Regions from separate parts of the Drosophila melanogaster genome. Here region 1 is linked to region 2. A link is a contact called in public Hi-C data. All regions are on one chromosome and are shown on one strand. The core of a region is the stretch at or near the end of the contact, and the rest is flanking DNA. Distances in the headings are between cores, read along the strand shown. Region 1 holds the start of lncRNA:CR43431 (long non-coding RNA:CR43431). Region 2 holds the start of caup (caupolican).

Region 1 (7,136 bases), core at 4,217-6,716, 43 kb after region 2:
CTGTTAGTTTGTCTTTATTATCTCTTCCCTGGAGGGGGGATTCCTGTGTGGCCCGCATCGGATGGCACATTGTGACCACGATCGACCTCCAAGGTACAGGCCTCCCTGTACATGATTCTGTTTAACGAGAACAATGTTCTTGCAATTCTGCAAACGATGGCCACACCGCCGTTGCTTCGTTGGCGATCGCCTTTACTTACAGTTTCTGGACCGGATCTGGGGAGGATCGGGGCGATCCGCAACCAGGTGAGGGGATAACAACCACACGATGGCACCGAATCGTGCAAAAGTACAGCGACGGATGGCAGGTGGCGCCGATGCGAATTTGAATATGGAATGTCAGTCGGGCATATGGCTAGCAAATTTGTATTGTGTGGGGGGAAACCTTGTTATGGGCTAAAAATAGGGATAACACACTCAAATTTACATAAAATTTATAAACTTCTGTTATCAATTTGTAGGGCCAGCTTTCTTATTGGATTACATTTACCTTTCAATCTGTTTATATTTATATTTTATAGCAAAAGAACTAAGATTTAAAGCTTGTCCTTACACTTATACTTACTTGTTACTTACACTTACACATAATCATACTTCATAAATATTCCATTCCACATTAATTATCAGAAGACATAAAATAAATTATTTAAAAGCTCTTAATATTATTAGGTACATTTATAAAAATTTTACTTTTAAGGTCCAAGTTTTTGAAGGATATTATTTTTCCGATTCTGATCAATAAGTTATCAAATTACTATAGTTTTTAAAGTAGTTCTATTCCTAGATTTAATGTGGGCAAATATGCTTCTATTTGACTTAAGTGGCATCCCCTAAAGTGATATTTAATACTTCTACTTTTAATACTTTCTGTGCAACAAAAACAGGGCAACAACCAGGATTGTAATATAAACAAACGTGACACACACACACTTCCTTAAATAGCTATATAAATGCCTATCCACCCAGCTAAAGATTAACAGTCGACGTTTGTAGTGCCACGCCCCCCAAATGAGAACAGTAGCGTAGTTAATATGTAATCCCCGACACGTGGAGTAAATTATGTTCCTTGAAGGGCTGCCATTAGGACGAGTGCGTCTTGGACACTTCCCACAATCGATGATGGTGCAGCATAAAATAAAATTTGGGGTGGAAAAGTTAACGCCGTGTTATAAGGCACCAGATTAACCTATTTAAGTGATAGCATAGCTATATAAAATCCCTTTGCTTACGAAGCATGCATACTTTTGGGATACTGATTACATAAACGCGGACTACAGTTAATTATTTCAAAGATTAACGAATTTTAAAACTGATCTAGCAATATTACAAATGCCATTAGGCTCCTGTAATCTCATTCCCACGTCGTAAGATCTCGGTAGCAGTCATTCCCGCTCTCCATAACATAATACCCATAAACATATTTTTATGTAACCTACATTTAAAAAGGGCATGACGAAATCTTAACGTAAGACTAGTCCTTTCCGTGAAGATTCATTGTGAAACTGGCGCCATTCAATGTGATCGCTCCTACCACCGCCGTCCTTTTGCCCCTGATAATTGTTTCTTATCGGCGAGACAGTTGTGAATGACAATTTTTTTTGGACAATAACTCGGTTGTGGGTCGTCAACGCGGCACCGTCGCCAGCGGGGGCTATATATGGTTATAATTGCCAGGCAGGACCGGATTACACGACAGGTCGATCTGTCTGCAGTCCATGCCATCTTTCCCATCCTCCTCTCTTCTCTCCACCCATCCGAAGTGTATATCTGTTACACAGAGTAATGATCGTAATGTCGCACAAGTATCTTTAAGATGCATTCGATATTTCAGAATGAACTACCTGCCTGAATGTCGTCCGTTTGTTCGTATGTATGTCCACTTGTCCGTATGTCCCTCGTCCATCCCGAAGTCAACAGCAAAAAGGCTAGTTAATCTGTGCCGACCTCGATAACGTTTTAGTGCTCAATTTTGATTCTACGCCCTTTGTGGTTTGGGTCTTTACAACTGTTTATGCCTTTTATGATTTTGTCGTGGCCGTTTCTCGTATCTGCAGCAGGCCTTTTGGCTTTTGGATTTTGGATTTTCGGTTTGGGTTTTGGGCTTGGTCAACGTCGTCGGCTGGTTCCAAAGGGGCAAGCCGGAATGGGTCCTTACCTCTGTCCTTAGCTGTTATGGTCTGTAATTTAATATCCTAGCTGGCATTGGACTTTTGTTTAATCATGACAGCCGACCGTCTTACTCGGCGACACACAGTGGTTATCGACGAATGCTATTGGCGTTACGCCGCTCGATGTTTCACACTTTTGCCCTTGGGCCTTGTTTAGGCCCACTGTTTTTTGGGCTTGTTTGGCCAGGTTCGTGTGCGCGGCCATTAAGGTTTTCGGTCTGGCCCTCTGATTTCCTAAATGTCCGCTTCGATCCAAGCAGATCCCATCGAATGCAGGGCCAAAGCCGAGAACCTTACCATTTCGGCGCTCATTTAAATATTTTATCATCGCCGCACTGGCAAGACACTAAAGAGAACTTTATATCTTTTCGGTTCGCTACGTTTTTATCACTCGAATGAACAAAAACATTTGTTACCAATCAGAGTTCTTAATTTTATGGCCTGTGTTTGCGACAAAAGTGCCGCTTCTTCTTGTGTGCCCCAAGACTCTCCATCTCCAACTCGAATTCGATCGTTTGTCGGCTTTGTCGCAGAAATTAGCCGCGTATTCCTTTAGAGCTTGTATGTATGTCCACCAGTATCTTAATTGGCTTTGATGCTGCGATGGCTTTTCATAAACGTCAGGCCGGACATCGCCCATTCCACACTCCCTATTCCCAATGAACTTGGACTCGATCGGCGGAAACTGGAACTGGTATTTGGTATCTGGTATCTGGTATCTGGGAATGGAAAACAAACAAACACATGTGCTTAAGAGATAGCTAAATTATTTTAAAGCTCATTTACTTATGTACATCCAGCGACACAGGATCGGGTTGCAATAACTTTTCGATGGCTGAGTGCCTCGGGTCGCATCCCCTTTAAGGCAGGCAATTTCAGGGAAATGTATACATGAAAGGATAAGTCACTGAAATATTAGGTAGATTATAATTCGAAGTCAGTTTTTGAACCATTAACAAACCTTTAACACGACTTGTTTGTTGATGATTGAGTGGGGCACTTGTCGTCATGTTTCTGCAAGAATATATATTATAAGTATAAATATGATTTTTATATTGTGATCCAGTCACACATATTTCAATACTGAATATTGTTAAGAACAGTTCATTAAACTTCCATTTAAGTACGGCTTTCTTTGCATGCATAATTCCATTGCTATCATTTTACCTGATGTTCAAATCCTTAATCGGCAGTCTCACTCCCCAGGAATATATATAAACAAACATTTCAATTATTTATGAGGGGCTATTCTTTGGGAAATAAAACTGTATAAATAGATGCGAGCACACAAAGATAAATTGCAACAATTGACAAATTGCGGCATATAAATTTCCCCCATCGAAGCGCAGAGATGTCAACTTGCCCTTTCTTTTGGCCGTGGATAATATGTGGAGCGTAGCCTTTGTCTTTAAAAATTATGTTAACTAGCCGAAGAATCGATCGTGCGGGCTCCGAGGGCCAGAACATAATTTATTCATACGTCAAACGGGCTGTCCATTTAAATGCGAGCAGTGCCCAGTTCACAGTTCCCAATGCCCAATTTATATGGGATATGGGATATGGCATGGGATATATATGGTATATGGCCAGTGCTATGAGGATGAGGATGAGTGCAGGGCGGGAAACGCAAATAAAACGCAGCATATTGGGAAAATTTCACGGTCTTTTGGCCGCCAGCAAAACCAACTGGTCAACGGCCGAGGGCTAATTTATAGGGCGATTCGGTGGGTGTTTGTCCGTTTGTTTGTCCGTATGCTTGTCCGCTTCCCGTCCCCTGTCCGTATATCATTCCATTTCAGATTCAATGTGGCAGTGGGAAAGTGCGGGGGAGTGGTACGCAGTGCGTAAGGGCCAGGTAAATTGAAAAATGGACATTTGTAGTTTGATACCCATTTGGAGTTGGACAACAAGGGCTATCTACGTGTAAGGGGTCTGCTCTGCAAGTGGTTGATCAGGGTCGACTTTTCGGCTTAGATAAGCTGCTGCTCCTGCTGCCGCCGCTGCTTTATGCCTATTCCACCCCCCACCCCCCCAGACATCTCGAGAGTGACAGACGGCACAGGCAGGGGTTAAAATTAGGGGTTGCTTGGCTATAAACTTGGGTTCTGATGGGTCTGCTGGTTTTTCGACATGCAGATGTGACAGGACGGGCGCGGATTTGTTTCGTGTATCTTTGCGACAACTTGATTTTTTGTTAACGCGATGCGCTTTTCGCTGGAAATCCTTTTAGGCCTGATGGGCTCGTCGTCGCTCGCGAGTGCATTTGACACTTTGTACTTGATGGATTACGTTAATTATTGATTAAATGGGCTTGTACTTGTCAGGACAAAGTAAAATCCATTAGCTATTTGAATATGGTCCTCGGCCGGCGTTGCGGCAAAATTAGATTTAAATTTTTTCGGATTTTATAATTTGACATGAACGGGCGCGCGTTTGATGGATGCTCGGGGATATGAATGGCCAGTAAAATAAAAAAAAAATACGAAAAACCAAAAACATAAAAAAAACGGTGAGAAGAGGGTCTCTGGATCGGATCCCCGGTGACATTCCGCTGCTGTCGCCTCCAAGCGCCAGTTCCTCGGATCACACACCTTCGGATACAGATACAGATACACTGCAAATGGGATGCATCTCGGCATCCGAGCGTCCCAACCATCGGGGGACACGCACTAAAAAGCCGGCTGCGGCGATTCAGATTGAGGAGATAAGCAGCGGCCGGCTCTTTGGGAGATGCCGCGTCGTTATTTTTCGGTTGTCGCTTCATCTGCTCTGATTAATTCCCTCTGATGAAATGCCGCTCCCCAGTCACCAGTCACCAGCCACTTGATGCCGCAAAAGAACCCACAGTTGCGGACAAAATCTAAATGATGGCTAACTAAAACGAGGCTCATACGATCAACATAATATATTAATATCTTCTAATAGATTTTACTTTCTTCTTTTGTTAAGGATAGCCAATAAGTGGGACTGTAGTACTTATTATGTATTGAAAAATAAAGCAAACCAAATCACAAATAAGTTTCATTCTTTACGACCCAAACTCACCATAACTGTCAGGGAAAAGTACCATCCCTATTCTAGTGCCCGCTGCTGTGTGATGGCGCGGTGGTCACTTGGCATTTTTAAAATGAGAAACTTTGATTTATCGGCATTTCGCCGACAGAGCCGCCATTTTGAACGTTCGTAGTAGGTGCAGCAGCTTGACTTGCCAAGTTGCATCTGCAAAAGCGGCACAAGCTTTCCCTCCCGAGCTTTTTCGGGGACTTCGCGAGCTTTTCCGTAAGCACTGCACACGGAGCCGATGGTTCGACTTTTCTAAATGCATTGCCTCGGGAAAATTGCCTCGAAAAGCGCGCAGTCTCTTCGACTTTTCACGGAAAACTCAGCGATTCTGCACAGCTGGCTAATCAGTCAGGGAAATTCCCGTACTACACAAAATTTCCCACTATTTCCACCCGACCAGAAAGTCCCAAGCGCTTCCGTTATTTAGGCTCCGCCCGTTAAAAAATGGCTGCGCATTTATCTGCGGCCTGCACAGCACGAGAGCGAACGAGACGACTGTAGGATGGCAACCGTCTCGCTCGCACTCGCCTTTCCGTTCCCCTCAACGAATACAAACACGATAGAGTGTAATACCACGATACTGGTTGCTTTTTTGTGTTTTTTTTTTGCACTCCTCTGGTAATCCGTGCAAAACTTTAATTGGTGTTTTGCACTTCTAATGGATCCTGGGAGTGTATTAGATTCGAGTCGTAACAGAAAGAGACATTTGTATACACTCGAAATCGCTCGAAACACATGTAAATGTGTGTGCTCGTAACCGGGGGTTAAGTGCCCAAAGCCCAACGATAATATTGATCTGCGATATGTGTCACTTTGCGTCGCAGATTTATGACCCCAAAGCGGCAATTGAAACCACTGTGCGCCGCCAAGCAAAACGAATTCGTCAACTCGTGTGTATGCTTTAACTGCTGTTTACCAAGTGTTTTCTAAATGGTTTTGGAAACTAATATAATTAAAAAATATGACTCAAAGAACGTCAAGAACTTTATTGACCGAAATGTAAATTAGTAACTCAAACTTTGCTGGCAAAAGGAACTCGTTGAAATCATGCCAATTTCAATCCATGCTATTTTTATACAAATAATATATATATTTGTTGAAGAATATTTGAAATATCTACTGTTATCAATTTAATTTATCAATCTATACTACAGTAAAGTAAACCTAAAAAATACAATGATGATTATTTAACTTAACTTGGTGAACTCGATTCGTTTGTATTTTTTTAAAAATGTGGCCCTGCTCTTAGTAAGGGATGAAACCATTCTTTGTATCTTCCAATTTATTTTTCAGTTATCACACACTGTCACTTGCGCCCCAAAAAATATATTTCGGAATACAAAATTGACTTGTTCAACGCACAAGTCTAAAATTAGAGTCTAATTGTTTCATTTGAAAGCGAAACAAATTGTTTGCGTCGCGCCTTTGGATGTTGGATAATTCATTTTTATTAAGAGAAGCTGTCACTTAAAGAGGGCAAACTTATCCAATCGCATTGGATACTGATATTCCAGTTTTGGGGGAAGATAAATTTGTTGTGAATATTGTGAACGACAGCTTGCTCGGCGGACTGTTTGACATTTAGAAGAAGAAGAATGTGATGTGTCAATTGGAAAATCAAAGTAAAGTGAAAATTACAGTAAATAAGTTTGCCTTGCTTTAAGCTAAAGTTTTTTTTTAACTATACACGTCAAAAACGTAAATAGCACATTACAAAAAATAAATAAAATAATAAAAAATTTTTCAGCTTAAAAACAAAGGATATTGAAAGAAGGAACATAAGTTACCAATAATATTTATCATTAAATTTATGTAGTGTTTGTTTAACGGCGTAGTTCCTAACTTTTAAAGCTCTCTAACGCTCATTTACAATAATCTCCATAAACAAATTGTAAGCCCAGTGCC
Region 2 (6,364 bases), core at 1,545-4,044:
CAAACGAAAACAAATTCATTTAAAGCAATTTGCATGAAGAGAGAGAGAATCCTTTTTGTGCTTGTTACGGTGACTTTATCGTTTATCGTTTTGCGAAAAGGATTTTATTATATTCACCAGAAGCACTATCCTTTTGCCTTTGCATGTGTGTCTGTCTGTGTGTGTGTGTGTCTGTGCGGCAGAAGATTTTTCGCCGAGAGGAAACTGTATGTGTGAGTATCTGTGTGTGTGCCACATACTGAAAAGCGACAATTTCATGTCCAAATGCTTTCCAGGTGACATGAAACAACACTTAAGTAAGAAGCCTTTCTGGGGAAGGAGGTGGGGTGGTGAATATTCTGCCTGCAACTCTCTGTGCAACTGTATCCATTCCACCCACTCAACGCCCACCCATTCACTCACACACATTAGCAGTTAAATTTGTTGGAGTGTGTGTGCGAGTGTCTCTGAACCAACGCACCTGGCGTCGAAGAATAATATCTCTTAACGCCAAAATCTACATTTAAATTGTTTTCAATATAATCTGCATGTCCTGTCCACCGAGTGAGCAATGTTCGAGTGTGTGTGCTGCACTAAATGAAAGCAGAGCTCAGACAATGGGAATCCTGGGATCAGGACACTTATGGGCACGGGCTACGTGCTCCCAAGGATATGCGACATGTGCCACAGTTCACATGTCCGAAGTCATCAAACAAATCACTCAGAGATATTGATTCAAGGAGGTAAACACTGCAGAAAACATTCGATTCAATTAAAATATACTCCAATTAGCATGATACTCATTTTACATATTTTCTTAAACATTTAGTATTTATTTAATATAAGCTTATAATTATGCTAAATATAAATTATATATAGATTATTTGAAATGTTCATCTTGTGTATCTTCAAAATATCGAAACTTAAAAAATTACACGAGTATAGTCCTGCTTATTTGATGATTCAGAAATTGTTTTAATATATGATTACTTTACATAACGTTTTGGTATGATTGGATTGCATTTATGTTGTTTTCAATTGAAGAATAACTATTTGCAACTTTTAAACCAATCACAATTTGGCTCTTTAGAAATTCAATTTTTAAAAGCATACATTTTAAATTTCATGGATGAATTCTTTATTCTCAAATGCATTTCTTTCATGTGAATCCTTTCGTATTCCAGATCCCCAGACTCATGAAGTGGGTGTAGAATTTCGTGGCGCCGCCAAGAGCGTCCAGAAATTGAGTACCGATCAGGAGTTTGGGCATTCGGACACTTTTCCCAAAAATACCCGGTGCATTTTCATTTTCCTATGCAAATGACACATTGCTACACACACATTTACATATGCGTTCGTTTGTAAGTACCGAAAAAAGTGCCACATGTGCGTCTCTTTTGACTTTGAGATGCACTCGCATTTATAATAAATGGCAGCGCGTTAACACCCCAAAACATCAAAATACTCATTTTACAAAAATTCCCCAAAAACGTTCAGTTCCCCTCCCCACCCCGCCCGCTCCACATACCATTAATTAGAACGCACTCGACTCGAGGACCCTCAAATGGACCGGCCACGCCCCCTTCCTTGGATCGAATGGAATCGGATTGTTTGTTTGTTTTTTCTCCTATTTCGGTATCTTGTTACGATTAGCTAGTCCCAATTAGCTGCGATTTTCGTGATTTGGCCTTGAGATATTGGAGCATTAAGCACTTTTATGGGAAATGTACAATGCATATATCAAGCTATTTTTAAAAAAACACACACACACTGTAATGATTAAATGTTGTTGATGTTACCAATAACGTACGGATTAGTTTTCTTAAATAAAATTAGATTTTGGCTTTATATACTTGCAGACCTTCTAAAATAATTTAATTTGATTACTTTTTAGATTTTCCAAGTCCTTACACCACCCAAAATTTAAATGCACATTAAAATATCAAACTTTTTGTTTATTGGGAGCCAAGATAGAAAAGCAAATATGTTTATTAAAATATAAAAACATGCTTATATTTGTTTGCTGTATGTTATTTTTTGTAGTTTGATGTGACATAGATTATATTTATTTCAGCTGGGCTTATAAAAAAGGTTTTATGTTTTTGTTATTTTAATATTGAAAATTCTCTTTTAAAATTTCAAAGAATAATTGGAAGCGGATCAAATAAAACACTAAACTACTCAATATTAAAGAGATTGTATACCCACTCGTCTTGAAAAACATATCTTTATATGCCTGCAAATTTTCTTAAACATTATATTTAATTAATTAAATTAATGTTTGATTTTTTGAGATTGTAGAAAAATGTTCCAATTCTTCCCACGAATGTATGCCCAGACGTATTTTGACCAGTTATTATGATAGCAAATCTTCAGCAACTCTTTTCTAGTTTTTCCAATTATTTCTGTATTGTACTTTTTTATCAAAATCGGAAAATTCTTAGCCAACTTTGGCTACAATATCCAATTGGGAAGCCTTTCGATCGTGGTCCGCCATGAAATCGCTTCCAACGTCGACAGAGAGGGGTCGGCAGAAAGAGAGCGTCGACTTACTTTCCAGTGCTTGGAGGTGGGCGTTCTCAACGAACAAAGCAACAACAGCCCCAGAGAGTCTACCCTTCTCACTCGTTACCAGACCACTCACAGACGTGCAAGCGAGAAGGCTGCTGCTCGTGGCTGCCAGTCTGATTGGAACGCTGGCCAATGGGAGAGCTCCTAACTGGCTGGCTCTCTCGCGGCCCTGCAGCCATCCCGTTTACATCGCTGCTGCCATCTCTGTCACACGCAACCGCGCTGCTCGCTGAGCGGCCGAAAAACAGTTTGTTCCGAAACGCGAATAGGTGCGCATCTTCGCATCTTGGCATCTCCGCCGCGTCGCCCAGTAAACTCGAAAAAAGGCCGAAACGAAAGTACCGACGAACGAGTTACAGTCACCGGATAAGTCACAGTCGGTTATTGAGTCGCAGTCACTGCCGTCGTCACCGTGGAGATACCGCTGACAGGTTGGAACGGAACCCGTTTTTACTGGAGCATTGCCAGCGGATCGGATCGGCAGATGCAACCGACGTAGATAATGAAGTGCGTGCAATAGTTATGATAAAAGTAAATACGAAAAAAAGGGACCCGAAAAGACAGGCAAACCTCTCTAGAAATGTCTCGTTAAATATCAAAAGAAACTCGCCATAAATTCGAAACTATGTTTATTATTATGGATCACATATCAAAAAGTTTCCTAAGCTGACTTTAAAAAATTTCGATACAGTGTGGAAAAAACTGAAATACCAATCAGTGGGTAAACTCGCAAACCAAACTGACACATTCTTTTGACCGAAGACTGAAGAGCCGCGTACATTTGTAAATCTGTTTGCGGCAAACACTTGAATCCAATTTGCTTTGCCCGGCTGTCGTCTGTGTGTGTCTTTTTTTAACCATTTTGGTAACCGGCCGCCAAAGAGTCAAACAGAGTCAATAAAAATCAAGTTAAAACGGATGAAAACGGACGAGCGAAATAAAACAGCAAAGTCACACAAAACAAACAAAACATTTTCCGGCTCCGGCGACATTAACAGAACTGCTCGACATCGACAATTTGTTTTATCAATTTTCAACAAGGCCAGCCAGCAGCAGCAACAACAACAATAGCACAACACCCAACAAGCCAGCAAACAACAAAAGCGCCCAGAGTGCTTAGCCGTCGAGCACGCACGCCAAATCCGCCCAGCCACCCAACCCAACCACCCACTGGCCACCCACTTGAACCTCCCTTAAGCACCCAACACCATCCCCACATCCTTGGCCACCCCTTTTTCGAGGGCTCCGCCAGCATCCGCATCCGCAATCGCAAAAAAAAATAAGAAAACAACAAGCAAACAACGAGGGACGCCCCACAGTGAAGCCCCGGCACAGTGAACTCGCGTGTCGCCGCTCTTTAGGCCAACTCAGCCAGCGAGACAATGGCTGCATATGCGCAGTTTGGATACGCTGGCTACCCGACGGCAAATCAGGTGGGTTTATGCCGGTGGTTTGTTTAGAGATTAACAGTTAACCGTTTTTTTTAAGTCTGTATTGATTAGTAAGCAAACTTAACTTAAGTTTTAAACGGTTATTTAGCACAGACAACAATTTTAAGGAATCTTTTAGTATGGATCCAATATTGTATCTTATATATACATTTATATTTGCTTTGAAAATGTTGCTCCCTTTAGATTTTGTCAATAATATATTCAATTTTAAAAGTAACAAATTCCAAATCAATTAAAAACCTTATCCAAATTTTTTTTTGTAATCTCATAATTTGTGTTCAAACTGAAGGCCATAAATACCATATTATAAAGAGCACTTTGCTTACAATAATTATTGTGAATAGAATCTGAAGATTTATAAATACATTGATTTAAATTGAGTAGAATGCGAAAAACCAGTTGAAAGAGCAAATTTCTGAATTATTGCTACTGGGTGCCTTAAATTTAAATTTAAAACAGATGGCTTAGTCATAACAATTTATATTGGCCATGAAATTAAATTTATTAATTTCGTTATATGTATTTATTATATTTTGATTTACAGCTGTGCCATTTCAATATGCAGCCATAACTTAATCATTTCAAGAGACACTTGAATATACTATTTATTTAGTGCGGACTAAAATAATATTTGGCACACACACAAAAGATGTTTCATAAAACCAGAAACTGAGTCAGTTGAATATTTTGGCATGTGCGAAAAGGGAAATCTTTAATAATGGACGGTGCGAAATAACTTTAAATTTACATATTAAGCCGGCGGGTTTGGGGAGCAGCCACTGCACATGAATATTCAAGCACTTTGGCACCGGTTGGGGCTCCTGGATCCCTATATATATACATACATATATATATAGATATATATATATATATGCGGATATAGCCATAATGGCCGCCCCGCCGCCAAGAAATGTTTCACAATTTAGGACAGCCGTCACCGCCTTGGATGCAAATCGCTGGTAACCGAAGGGGGGGGTCTGGTGGGGCATTCCGGTGGCAGTGCATCGTCCGAGGTCTGGTCATAATTACCCGGTATTCGGAGCTCAGTAATTCAAATTAGTTGGCCCAAACGGGGGGAAGTGAAACACTTGCAGCTACAAAGCCCTTGCAATGCCTGTGTAAGCCATGTTCAACGACTACTATGTGGTCAAATGCGTCAATGCTAGTGCGTTTATCCTGCTGCCAATTTATGTACATTTATATATATACATATGTATATATGTGTGTATGTATACAATATTCCTGACCACGGTGGCTGGCATAAATTTATGCTAATGAAGCCGCCGGCGGAGTGGTGCACCATTTATTATAATATGCAAACTTGGTAAATTACAATAATTAAAATAATGAACGTTCAGATTATCGACTATAATTATGGCTGGAGATGTGCAAAAAGCCTTTTGCCTTGCAATCGATTAAGAGCCAACAGAATTTTGTCATCGTTTTCGGCTCATTTGCATACGTCTACTAAAGCCACTAAAAGCCACTAAATGCGACTAAGCCACCAATGAAAGACTGGTCAGTTGATATGGCATTCGGGTGCCAAATTTATGCAGTGCACACACTCGGGTTCTCATTAATTTAATTTTAATTTCGACGCCAAGACGGCATTCCAAATATAAAAAAAAACGACAATATATAAATTTAATCAACGGCTGACAGTTGGCAGTAGCAAAAGAACTTGCAGGCACATCGCACATCGAATTCTTAACTTCCCATGCGAGCTGTTCACGCATTTCATGGCAAAATAACTAAAATTCTAAGGCAGCAAAAAGTGCGCGACGATGTCGAGTCCTGGATTCACATAGGCTCCATCTGAAGCCCCCCCAAATTCCCCATCTCCATCTCCATTGGGACGCAAAAGGACAAGCCCGTAAATGATGCGAGAAAAAACTAATATTTCGCAGTGTGCATTCCATAATTGATTTATGAATTTTTAATGCAAACATTGAGACCGCAGTTGAGTTGCGAAAGAGTTGTTCCACTGCGAACCATAGTATTCTGCGCCCCAACTTAATTCAATAAGCAAGCCCCACAAAAAACCGAGCAACTTATTCGCATTAGCAAAAACGCACTTTGGAGCCAGTCCCTTTGGCCATTCAATGCACGGCGAGAAAAAATGTGGGCAATTGGTAGGGGCTTATTCTCAAATTTATTTTAATGACATAGAAGCGAAATAGAAGCATAAATCGGTAAACTTAGCTGTTCACTACCATAAAACTTATATCCATACCTTTTATTTAGATAACAAACATAAATTCTACATAAATTTAATTCATTTTAAAAATTCTTATTCAGGAAGGTTTTTGTTTAAGTAATGTTTCTACAAGTTCTATATAGATATTTAAATAAATTCAATTGAT

What was found. A called contact is a pair of places that touch in the nucleus more often than the background predicts.
Region 1: a Hi-C map of the Kc167 cell line shows a contact between it and region 2, with 3 times the contacts expected there. A contact is called at or near these places in 44 of 107 Hi-C or Micro-C datasets (the Clone 8 cell line, the D17-c3 cell line, the Kc167 cell line and 13 more) and 2 of 7 datasets of targeted methods (both in the Kc167 cell line).

The regions. Positions count from the first base shown.
Region 1 is chr3L:12,647,624-12,654,759 of dm6, forward strand. lncRNA:CR43431 (long non-coding RNA:CR43431) reads right to left here and starts at 5,467. Exons shown (of 4, transcript NR_048272.2): 1 at 5,214-5,467; 2 at 3,130-3,182; 3 at 2,955-3,075; 4 at 1,284-2,887. It overlaps lncRNA:CR32111 (long non-coding RNA:CR32111), which reads left to right. Exons shown (of 7, transcript NR_124907.1): 7 at 1-657.
Region 2 is chr3L:12,606,837-12,613,200 of dm6, forward strand. caup (caupolican) reads left to right here and starts at 2,795. Exons shown (of 5, transcript NM_079322.3): 1 at 2,795-3,983. The coding sequence starts at 3,933.